Linked DNA regions of Mus musculus: region 2 is linked to region 1. Evidence: chromatin contacts called from public promoter capture Hi-C data. All regions are on one chromosome and are shown on one strand. Each heading gives the region's core, a stretch centred on a gene start, on an enhancer-like site or on the middle of the called end of the contact. The rest is flanking DNA. Distances are from core to core; before and after follow the strand shown.

Region 1 (5,434 bases), core at 337-2,836:
AGCAGCAGGTAGAAGACACCTCCTACACTGAAGACATCTGTGCTCCACGCTGATGGCAATGCTGAGGTTAGCCTGCAGTCTAGCAAATAAGTAGACAGCCCTGAAAGCAGCTTCTAAATGGAAAATTATGCCATCTGCTGGCACTAGGGGCACGCACTACAAACACACATGCTCTACACACATGCTCTAAAAACACACATCACTTACAAAGGCTATCCCCACCCGTTCATTCCTAACCCAGCACTTTTCCCACCTCCAAAATCAAAAATTGAGGGAGGCAGAGGCAGAGGCAGGCGGATTTCTGAGTTTGAGGCCAGCCTGGTCTACAAAGTGAGTTCCAGGACAGCCAGGGCTACACAGAGAAACCCTGTCTCGAAAAAACAAAAAAAAACAAACAAAAAAAAAATCAAAAATTGAACCCATAAATCAGAAAAATCAAGATGACAGACATTAACTTAAAAGCTCAGAAAAAAGGGGACACACACTTCCTAGCGCTCCACACACCCAAGCACCGCTGCACACACCCGAGCATCACTGCACACACCCGAGCATCGCTGCACACACCCGAGCATCACAACACGCACCTGAGCACCGTGGCACACACAGCCTAGCAGCCTCTTGGTTCTACCATTTACAAGCCTGAGTACTGGGCTGACTCTGTACAGACAATGAGCTTCAGACCTTGGCTCCAGATGCTAGCTATAAGAATGAATGACTTAAACTGTGTACACTTGTTTGGGGTTTGGAAGGAGCACTGAGCTCACAAACCCAGAACTGCTAAGTGACATCCATATTCCCAAAGGTTGAGAGAAATGCTAACTGCTTCTGCTGGAGAAAACGGCCATTTGGGCAAATTGCAAACTAACTGTATAACCTCACCAAAAAAATGGGGTGCTCATTCCAAGCTAGGATGTTAGGTCTCCCTGCTACTGAAGACACCACTCACTGCCCCCGAACATATTCCAAAGAGCCCAAATATTTAGGTTCTCAAATACACACAAGAGCCTTATATTGCTCCGTCCTGTGTCCCGGATCTCTATTTCAGACTAGAAGGCCAACGTATCACCGGTCAAACTCAGAGGGGTTTCCAGAAGAGTGATAAGGACACCCGCTTATGTTAATGACTACTACGGTTCATAAAGAAGCAATAACCCTTCAGCCCGTTTTTTCTACTCTTACCCTAATTTACTGGGTTCTTCGGGGACTGAATTCCTTACCAGCCTCTGTGCAGAGCATCTCAGTAGCAGACCCTTGTAAGCAAGAATAGTTCTCGGGATGAAAAACTGCAGGCATTGATGAGGCGTTCCCAGAATTCGATGCTTCCTCAGAACTAGGCAAACTGTGGGGACCAGGAAGACCCACACTCATGTCAGTGTGATGGCGAGGGAAGGGATTTCTGAAAAGGTTTTAGGCAACAACCAAAAAACTCAGTGTCTAGAAGGAAAGATCATAGAAAGAAGAGTTAAATGTCTAATGCAAAATTATCAAGAAGTCAGAAGGAAGTGAGCCGCAGCCTTCCCACAGAAAGAGCAAGACACCAACCAAATCAGCCTATCTGAAGGCCAACGGCTCAAGGCGATAGATTTAAAGGGTAGGTCCTGCTCCTCCCCCCTCAAGCCTCCTACCCTACCCACCCCCTATTCTCCCAGGCACCCAGGCGGCACCCACGCCCCACCAGCCCTGTGAATTCACAGTTAATCCCACCTGCAGGGTCCACCATGGACATTGTAATGCAAAAGAAGCTGTAAGGTGACCCAGACTGGGAGGGAGGGAAAGCTTAGGGGGCATCCTCTGATCTAAAGACATCCCCCCCCCCCAAAAAGAGGCTTTACCTCATTTCACTTTATTCATCTTTTAACCACGGCTGCACCTCCAGACCCTGGCGATCTCTAGTGGGAAGTTTCAGGTCAAGTGGGGGATCTGAGTTTCCTCTTCCATTCTTTCTACAGACATGAAAGAGTCAGACCTTGCTGCCAAAGTCTCTGTTTATACACGGCTTTCCTTTCAGCACTCAGCGTTTCTTGCTTGCTCTTCACATTGGGAAACCTGGGGAAATCTTCCCTCCAAAAGTGCGGCTTTTTAACGCAAGTCTGAAGAAAGAGCCTGTGTCCTGCTTAAGACTCGGGCTACCTTAGTAAGTTGGTCCATGCTTTGGTTTTGAGACAGGTTTTTCTCTGTTGCCTTGAGTAGCTTATACTCAGTATGTAGACCAGGCTTGTCTACCACCATGCCCAATTTAAGGAGTGTTTAAATTAATGTAGAGGCCTTCTGTTTTGTTTTGAGACAAGTTCTCACTGTAAAACCTAGGCTGGCTTCAGACTTACTGCAATCCCAAGTGCCTCAGCCGTCTAAGCAATGGAAGAAGAAATTTATCGTATTTCAAATTTGGTTTTGGTCATTTCTTTGAGATAGAGTTTCACGTACCCGAGACTGGCCTCACAGTCTATTGCTCTAGCTGGTCCCAAACTCCTGATCTTCCTATTTCCACATCCCAAGTTCAAAGTTTGCCGATCAGTCCTTGTGCTCACAGATAAGTGAGTGAAAGCACTCTAACCCAGCTTAAGTCGGCTTCTGTGTATAAGCAGAGAGGGAAGGGCCGTCCTCTCGTAACATCTCCCATGTGAAGACTCTACCACAGTGAGTATTGGTAGGAGTGGTTCTTCCTGGGTTTTATTCTACAAAAGACTAAGCTTGAATGGCTCTTTTTGGTTTGGGGTTTTTTTTGGGGGGGGCGGGGCGGAGCGCGGGGGTTGGTGGTGTTTGTTTGAGTTTTGTTATTATTCTAGGCAGGGTTTCTCTGTGTAGCCCTGGCTGTCCTGGGACTTGCTCTGTAGAACAAGCTGGCTTCCAACTCACAGAGAGCCAACTGCCTCTGCCTCCCATGTGCTGGCATTAAAGGCCTGTATGTGCCACCACTGCCGCCATGGCCACCACAGCCACCATACTACTACTGTCTCCACTGCCACCACTGTCTCCACTGCTACCACTGCACCACACCATCATTGCCACCACTGTGCCATGCCACCAATGCCACCACTGTGCCACAGCACCACTGCCACCATCGTCACCACTGTCTGCCTCTGCTGCCACCCCTGCCACCATTACCACCACTTCCCTTCTTCCACTGCCACCAATGCTACCAATACTACCACTGTCAGCACTGCCACCAAGCCACCATTGTTACCACTGCCTCTGCGGCCACCACGGCTGCCACTACCACCGTTGCTACCACTGTGCCACCATGGCTACCACTGCTGCCCCACTACCATTGCCACTAAAGCCTGCAATGCCTCCACTGCCACCACTGCCACCTCTGAGCCACACCAACCCTGCCACCAATGCCATCACTGCCACTACGACCACCACTGCCTCAACTGCTGCCACACTATCACTGTCTGTCACCACTGCCACCAAGGCCTCCACTGCTGCCAAGACCACCACGGCCACTACTGCCTCCATTGCCCAGCCTGACTGAACCTCTTTTTTTTTTTTTTTTTTTTTGAGATTTTTCTCTTTATTCTGATGAACAGTGTGATATAATTAAACCAGCCATTTCCTTTTTTGTTTGTTTGTTTGGTTGGTTGGTTGGTTGGTTTTTCGAGACAGGGTTTCTCTGTGTAGCTCTGGCTGTCCTGGAACTCACTCTGTAGACCAGGCTGGCCTTGAACTCAGAAATCTGCCTGCCTCTGCCTCCTGAGTGCTGGGATTAAAGGCGTGTGCCACCACACCCGGCTAAAGCAGCCATTTCTTGTTTCAATTAGACACTTTTAGACATAAACTAATGTGGCTGGTTGACCTCTGTCCACATCCAGCTGGAGAAACGCAGAGCGCGGCATCTTGCCCTCCTCCCTCGAAGGCTTCAGACCCACTGTTTACACCACTCTCTCTCTCTCTCTCTTCCAATTTTGTTTCTTTTTTCTTCTTTCTTTAGATTTCCTTTATTTTTGTGTGCATTGGTGTTTTGCCTGCATGGATTTTGGTGTGAGAGTGCCCGCCGTGGTGGCACACGCCTTTAATCCCAGCACTTAGGCGGCAGAGGCAGGTGGATTTCTGAGTTCGAGGCCAGCCTGGTCTACAAAGTGAGTTCCAGGACAGCCAGGGCTACACAGAGAAACCCTGTCTCGAAAAACAACAACAACAAAAAGATGAAAAAGAGAGTGCCAGGTCCCCTGGAACTGAAATTACAGATAGTTATGAGCTGTCATGTAGGTACTGGAAATTGAACCCTGGTCCTCTGGAAGAGCAACCAGAGCTCTTAACTGCTGAGCTATCTCTCCAGCCCCTCTAGCCCATCTCTTAAGCCCTCCTCTGACAACTTTGAGGTATGAGGAAACTTTAAAAACAAAAAAAAACAATACTTTTAGAATTGGGTTCCAGTGATTCCATTTTCAGAGATATTTTTGCATATAAATTATATATATGAAGCTAATGCTATATGAAACCCTGTCTCGAAAAACCAAAAAAAATATGTATATAGTAACATATTCTATAGAACACGTATATAATTTGTGATATAATAAATAATGTAAATATATCATTTACTTATTTATTTATTTACTTATTTATTTTGAGACAGAGTTTCTCTATGTAGCCCCGGCTATCCTGGAATTAGATCTGTAGGCCAGGCTGGCCTCGAACTCACAGAGACCCACCTGCTTCTGTCTCTCAGAATGCTGGGGTTAAAGGGATGGCCACCACTACTTGGTGAGATATGAAGGTTTTAAACAATAAACAGATGGACTAAAGCCCCTAAGTAGAAATCATAGAACAAAAGAATAACTGTTCTACCTTCTGCTTATTCGCTGGACTAATACAAATATGTCCCTGATGTGATTCTTGTCATTAGGCAAAGAATGAATAGGCCGTTCAAAATATCAAGGTTTATGCAGCGCTTAGTAAAAAATATTCTTTGTAAGTCTGCTCCAGAGGGTAGACAGTCCAGGCAGGCATCACCAAAGTCATTTTAAGACTTGCAGCCTTCAGTGAAAAGTCTTTCACGTGGTTTGCTTAAACGAAGAATGGTATGTTGAGTTAAGTACTCGGACTAACCAAGGGCTACAGTATTATCTGTAGCCAATTTTTAATTTTGAGTCAGGACCTCACTATGTCAGATCTGGTTAGCCTGGAACTCACTGTGTAGACAAGGCTGGCTGCTGTGTTTCTTTCCCTCTCTCCCAAGTGCTGGGACAGAGAAAGCAGTCTTCACACTTTTTTTTTTTTAAAGACAGAGTCTCAGTGTGTATTCCTGGCTAGCCAACTCAGTATGCAGACCAACCTGGCTTTGAACTCCCAGGGATCCCTCTACTTCTGTCTGCCTTAAGGGGATCAAAGATGTGGCACCTTCACCGTGGTTTGGAATCCTTTTCTTCAATTTTATTTGTTAGAGCTAAGGCATGCCTGAGGAAGTCAGAGGACAATGTTTGGAACTTGGTTC
Region 2 (5,377 bases), core at 267-2,766, 75 kb before region 1:
AGACTGGAGTAAGCCAGGCACGGTCTCCTGCTCCTGCCTCGGGAGTGCAGGGGCTAAAGGCATGCACTACCACCACCAGCTACCAGGCACTTTCTTAAGAAAACCAATAATCAGCTGGGCGTGGTGGCACACGCCTTTAATCCCAGCACAGAGACAGGAGGCAGAGGCAGGCGGATTTCTGAGTTTCAGGCTAGCCTGGTCTACAAAGTGAGTCTCAGAACAGCCAGGGCTATACAGAGAAACCCTGTCTCGAAAAACCAAAAAAAAAAAAAAAAAAAGAAAAGAAAAAGAGAAGAAAACCAATATTGGGGGGGGGCGGGGTATAGGGAACTTTCGGGCTAGCATTTGAAATGTAAATAAAGAAAATATCTAATAAAAAATCTAAAAAAAAGAAAGAAAACCAATTTTAAGGAAGAAAGCAATGGACTGGGCTGTAGACATGTACTTAAGAGCACTCGCTGCTCCTCCAGAGGACCTGGGTCCAGTTCCCAGTACCCACTTCAGAGGTCTCACAAATGCCTATAATTTCAGCTCCCAGCGATCTCATACCTGCTTCTGGCCTCTGCAGGCACCTGCACTAAGATGCACACATGCGTGTGCAACACATACACATACACACACACACACACACTTTAAAATAACATGAATTTTTAAAAATTGTATAATAAGAGCTAGTGATTAGGAGCACTTGTTGCTCTTTCAGAGGACCCAGGTTCAATTCCCAGCATCTTACAAACATCTTTAACTTCTGGGATCCGAAACCCTCTTCTGGCTTACAGGCACCAGGAATACATGTAGTGCACAGACATACACATAGGCACAGCATTCATTCACATAAGATGAACAATAATAAGCTTGTGCCTTTAATCCCAGCAATTGGGAAGCAGAGGCAGGCAGATTTCTGAGTTCAAGGTTAGCCTGGTTTACAAAGTGAGTTCCAGGACAGCCAGGGCTACACAGAGAAACCCTGTCTCAGAAAAAGAAAGAAGGAAAGAAAGAAAGAAAGAAAGAAAGAAAGAAAGAGAAAGAAAGCAAGCAAATAAAAACGGAAGTTGACATAAATATCTGCAGAAGAGCATAAAGATGGATTGCCTAGTATCTGGGCTGAAAGTCAAAGGGGTTCTCCTCAAAGTGGCACGTCTCCTTACTAGTCAAATATTGCCCCATTGATTTCCCGAGCTAGATCCAAGGAGAAATGTCTTGAGGAAAGTCTGCTGGTAGGATATGCTATTTCCTGACCTCAGGTTTCCTATACTTCTTGAGATTCAGAGCAGTAACAACTCCGTACTTTACACTGTGCACTTTAACGTGTAGTGTTTGATCTCCCCATCAATGCAATCACTTCCATCACTTTATGGATGTCAACATTAAGGACAGCTTGGCCAAGGTCATGCAGTTGGGAATAGAGCTTGCACTTCATACAGCAAATTCTTTTGGCATTCAAAGCTGCCCCATGTAGCCAGTTGCTGGAACTGGAGGGAACTATTGTGTAACTAAACCACAATCACTTAGTGCTCTGTGAATATTACTAGTTCATTTCCTTCCCTGGCTACGTTCCATATGGTCCTACTGCTTTCCCCTCTGCTTGCCTATGCCCTGCCCTGGACACCCTGCTTTGAGTACACAGGCTTTCCAAATCTCTCTTAAGGTGTTATCTGTGGCTCCAACCTGGCTGAGATAAAGGTCAGCACGAGTGGAGCAGCGATATGGAACAATCCAGCCAGCAGATCTGCTGAAATGTTTTCCAAATGTTTGTTCCTACAGGAAGGACAGCAGCCCTCTGCCACGGTGTCACCATGAGCAGGCAGCACATTTTAGAAACGTAGCAGTAGCTTTAAGAATGTGTGTGATATCTCTGTCTCCAGTGCTCTTTCTCTGTCTTGCTCTTTAATTCCACAGTGAACAGGATCAAGAAAGTCCTTTATATAGTAGCTGATGGATAAATGTCTACTGACTAAATACCCCAATGGCAGGTTCTCTGTTTCTCCTACTCTTGTCATGGCTGTGCCTGTGCCTTTTGTTTTCCATCTCTCCCGAGGAAAATGAGAGGAAAATGAAATCATGTGAATTTCTCAGGAAAGCTTACTTGAAAACAGATTTGCATTTTGTTTTCTTTTTTGAGGCAGGGTCTCCCTATATACCCTTAGCTGGTCAGGAATTCAGTATGTAGACCAGGGTACCTTCACAGAGATAGATCTTCCTGCCTCTTTCTTGAGAGTGCTTAAGGCATGCACTACTATGCCCATCACTAAGATATACTTTTTAAAGATTTTGAGAGCTGATATTCTGAGTTTCCTGTCAAATATTTAAGTCTATCGTCATCATCTTATAATAAGCATCTCCTTGGTGGTTTCTATCATGTAGCCCATAATTTTTCTTTTATTTTTATCTTTTTTTTTTTTTGAGACTATGTCTTGCAATATAGCCTATCCTGGCTTGATGTTCACTCTAACCCTTGCTGGCCTCATCTGCTGCTTAAGAGCCTGTGACCCCAGGCTTTACTAGTGATCTTTCTATAGTCCAAGTCTGGACACACTTTTGCTGTGTTAACCTGCCAGGCATCTTAGTCAGCAGACAAAGTCCAAATGCTTGACCTGCCTCCGCTAGCTTGGTTATCGATTTGTGATAAATCTCCCCTTATCTCTCAGCCTCCTTTGCTGCTGGATCACAAAGCTCACCATCCTGTCGAGTCCTGCAAACTCTTGTGACCCAGAAGCCCCTGAGACCCAGAAAGCTGTTTTCTTCCACCCCAGCCTGCCCCACCGCACCCCTTTGTCAGAGTCACTACCGCTGAGCCTGCAGGGTTTTTGCAGTGTGCCTACTTGAAATGCTGCTCTTGAAACACTCTGTCACTCACAGCCAAACTCTTGATGGGCTGTGCCTTTCCTTAGCCTCTGCCATGCTGGAGTATGGGTCTCACTTGTGTTCAGCTTGGCTGTATTCATACTCACAGAGTCTGTACCCCTATTCTGTCTTCAACTTCGTTTATACATCTGATAGATCTCCTATGTAAAGAAAAAACAAGCATCCTTAGTTTTATAGTGAAAAGAACAGAGGGCTGTCAAGATGGCTCAGCAGGTAAGGACACTTGCTGCTAAACCCTACAACCTGAGTTGGAATGCTAAGAGCATGGCAGAAGAGAACAAGCTGTCCTCTGACCTCTCTGCAGAAGGCCCAATAAACAAACAAACAAAGGAAATAATATAGTTGGTCTTAATTCCCCTCCTTATGCAAGTCTATCTAATCTGGTAACACAAACTACCCCTGCTCTCTCTCTGACCTGTGTGACTGGTTTTCCCAGCTTGGAATATGTTTTAGTCTGGTTCTGTCTCCTTCCACCATATGGGCTCCAGGGACAGAACTCGGGTTGTCAGACAGGATGGAGAGCACATTTACGCACCAGCCCATCTCTTCTCTTTTTTGATATGGGTCTTGTGTAGCCTAGGCTGACCTCAAACTTGTCTTGAACTATTTTTTTTTTAAGATTGATTGGTTGATTGATTGATTGATTGATTGATTGATTTTATGTATATGCATATACCATTGCTCTCTTCAGACACACCATAAGAGGGCATCAGATCCCATTACAGATGGTTGCTGGGAATTAAACTCAGGAATTCTGAAAGAGCAGTCTCTTAACTGCTCTTAACCACTGAGCCATCTCTCCAGCCTCCTGTCTTGAACTCTTGATCCTCCTGCCTTTACCTCTCAAGTGCTAGGGATTACAAGCCTGTGCCACCACACCTGACTGTTGTGTACTTTTTTTTTTTTTTTTTTGGCCTGAGAACACCCTATAAGGCACAACTCATACATTCCTGCATTCTTGTTCTTTTCAACTCTTAGGAACACTAACCCTGTGAGCTTGACATCCCTTCCTCCCCCTACTGTTAGCTCTGTGGTAGGTCTAACCATAGGCCTCCTGTGGGGCATGTGCGAGTCCTTTATAGCCTCTTTAGGTTCCTCCAGTGCTCAGTAGAGCACCTAGACAGGAAGATGCATCACCTTTCTAACTGCAAGTGTGCAGGTACGTGGGCACATGTGTGAGCGTGCATGTGTAGGTCACAGGTTGACAAAGGGGGTGTCCTTCAAATATTTTTTACCTCATATATTGACGCAGGGACCCTAGATAAACCCAGAGCTCACTGGTCACCATGGAGTATTAGTCTATTATACTACACAATTGACATTGTCAATATATACAGAGAATAGATTTTCAGCCTTCTGGTTGATGTCTTGTGTCCTATCTGTTCTTATACATTTAAGACAATACACAGTGAAGAAACATGAGCTCAACATACTTGTAAGTCATTATATGGTTACAGTCATTGCCTTAATGGGTCCATAGTGTTCTGTGCATGGCTGTCCATTGTGGGAGACTGCTTTCTAACAGACACAATACATGGTATTGAAGGAGACAGTAATCGCTTAATATCAAATTAACAGAGACCTCCTAACAACACAAATGGACAGGGAGCCTTTTTCTACACTCACATTACAGCTGGCTTTTAAAAAGAATATGCTAGCCACAGGAAAGAAGGGGCTTTCTGGGCGGAGGAAACATAAAGGACACTCTAGTCCCCAAGAGCCTGGCAAGCCCAAGGAACTAAAAAACGCCATTGTGTAAATATAGAGAAACAAAAGGAGGTGAAGAAGCTCACGGTGAAATAGAACGCTTTTAAAACAAATCCCCCTGCATTGAGAGTGTTTCCAGACTTTCTCTGTGACATTATGCTGTGGCGATCATCTTTGTACCTGTGTGTATTACGGCTATAATTTATGGGAATTGTGGTGAAAATCAGAGTCATTTTTTTGTCATGAATATGTGTGTGTGGTGTGCGGGTATAGGAGTTCATGTATGTTGGAATGTGTGCGGGTATATGTGTACATATGTGTGCCGTACACATGTGTGTGCCCTGGGGGGGGGGCATGCGCCTGTGTGTACAGGTGAGAAATTGGCAAAAGGGGTATTTCTCGATTGTTTTTTACCTTATTTACTTAGGTAGGGTGCCTGGCTGAACCCAGAGCTCACTACTTGCTCTAAGATTCTCCTGTCTCTGCCTCCAGGGGCCTGGGATTAGAGGTCAAGCTGGCCTGGAACTCTGAGATCACCTGCCTCTGCCTCCCAAGTACTGCCTTAGAGGCCTGCACCACCACATCTGGCTGAATATCTAAATCTTAGCAGATATCTTCTAAAAAGGCATTACATATTTATTTTTATCCAACTATGCATTTTGAAATATTTTAACTAGAACTGGGTAGTGTCATTTTTTTTTTTTTAGGTTTATTTTATGGGGGCTGGAGAGATGGCTCAGTGGTTAAGAGCACCGACTGCTCTTCCGAAGGTCCTGAGTTCAAATCCCAGCAACCACATGGTGGC

What was found. Promoter capture Hi-C pulls out the DNA fragments that hold promoters and counts their contacts.
Region 2: a promoter capture Hi-C map of neutrophils shows a contact between it and region 1, with 2.5 times the contacts expected there. The contact joins the enhancer-like site here to the promoter of Nanog in region 1. A contact is called at or near these places in 13 of 39 promoter capture datasets (the HPC-7 cell line, HPC-7-derived erythroid cells, cranial neural crest and 5 more), 8 of 484 Hi-C or Micro-C datasets (bone marrow-derived macrophages and embryonic stem cells), 14 of 115 datasets of contacts at active chromatin or transcription factors (embryonic stem cells, epiblast stem cells, extraembryonic endoderm stem cells and 2 more) and 3 of 9 other capture datasets (adipose tissue, liver and pancreatic islet).

What each region holds. Positions count from the first base shown.
Region 1 is chr6:122,703,717-122,709,150 of GRCm38.p6, reverse strand. Nanog (Nanog homeobox) reads right to left here and starts at 1,586. Exons shown (of 4, transcript NM_028016.3): 1 at 1,218-1,586. The coding sequence starts at 1,368. RefSeq lists promoters at 1,446-1,636, 1,552-1,778, 1,441-1,846, 1,509-1,890, 1,372-3,873, cis regulatory regions at 1,695-1,702, 1,788-1,793 and an enhancer at 1,713-1,750.
Region 2 is chr6:122,778,565-122,783,941 of GRCm38.p6, reverse strand. It overlaps a transcript of Slc2a3 not described here. Among named protein-coding and RNA genes, the nearest start is that of Slc2a3, 39 kb to the right of the region's middle. Within about 2 kb of position 1,516, at least 25 of the 459 cell types and tissues checked have an H3K27ac peak or open chromatin away from gene starts, as enhancers often do. A contact at or near this core is called in extraembryonic endoderm stem cells, neutrophils and pancreatic cancer cells, where this site is marked.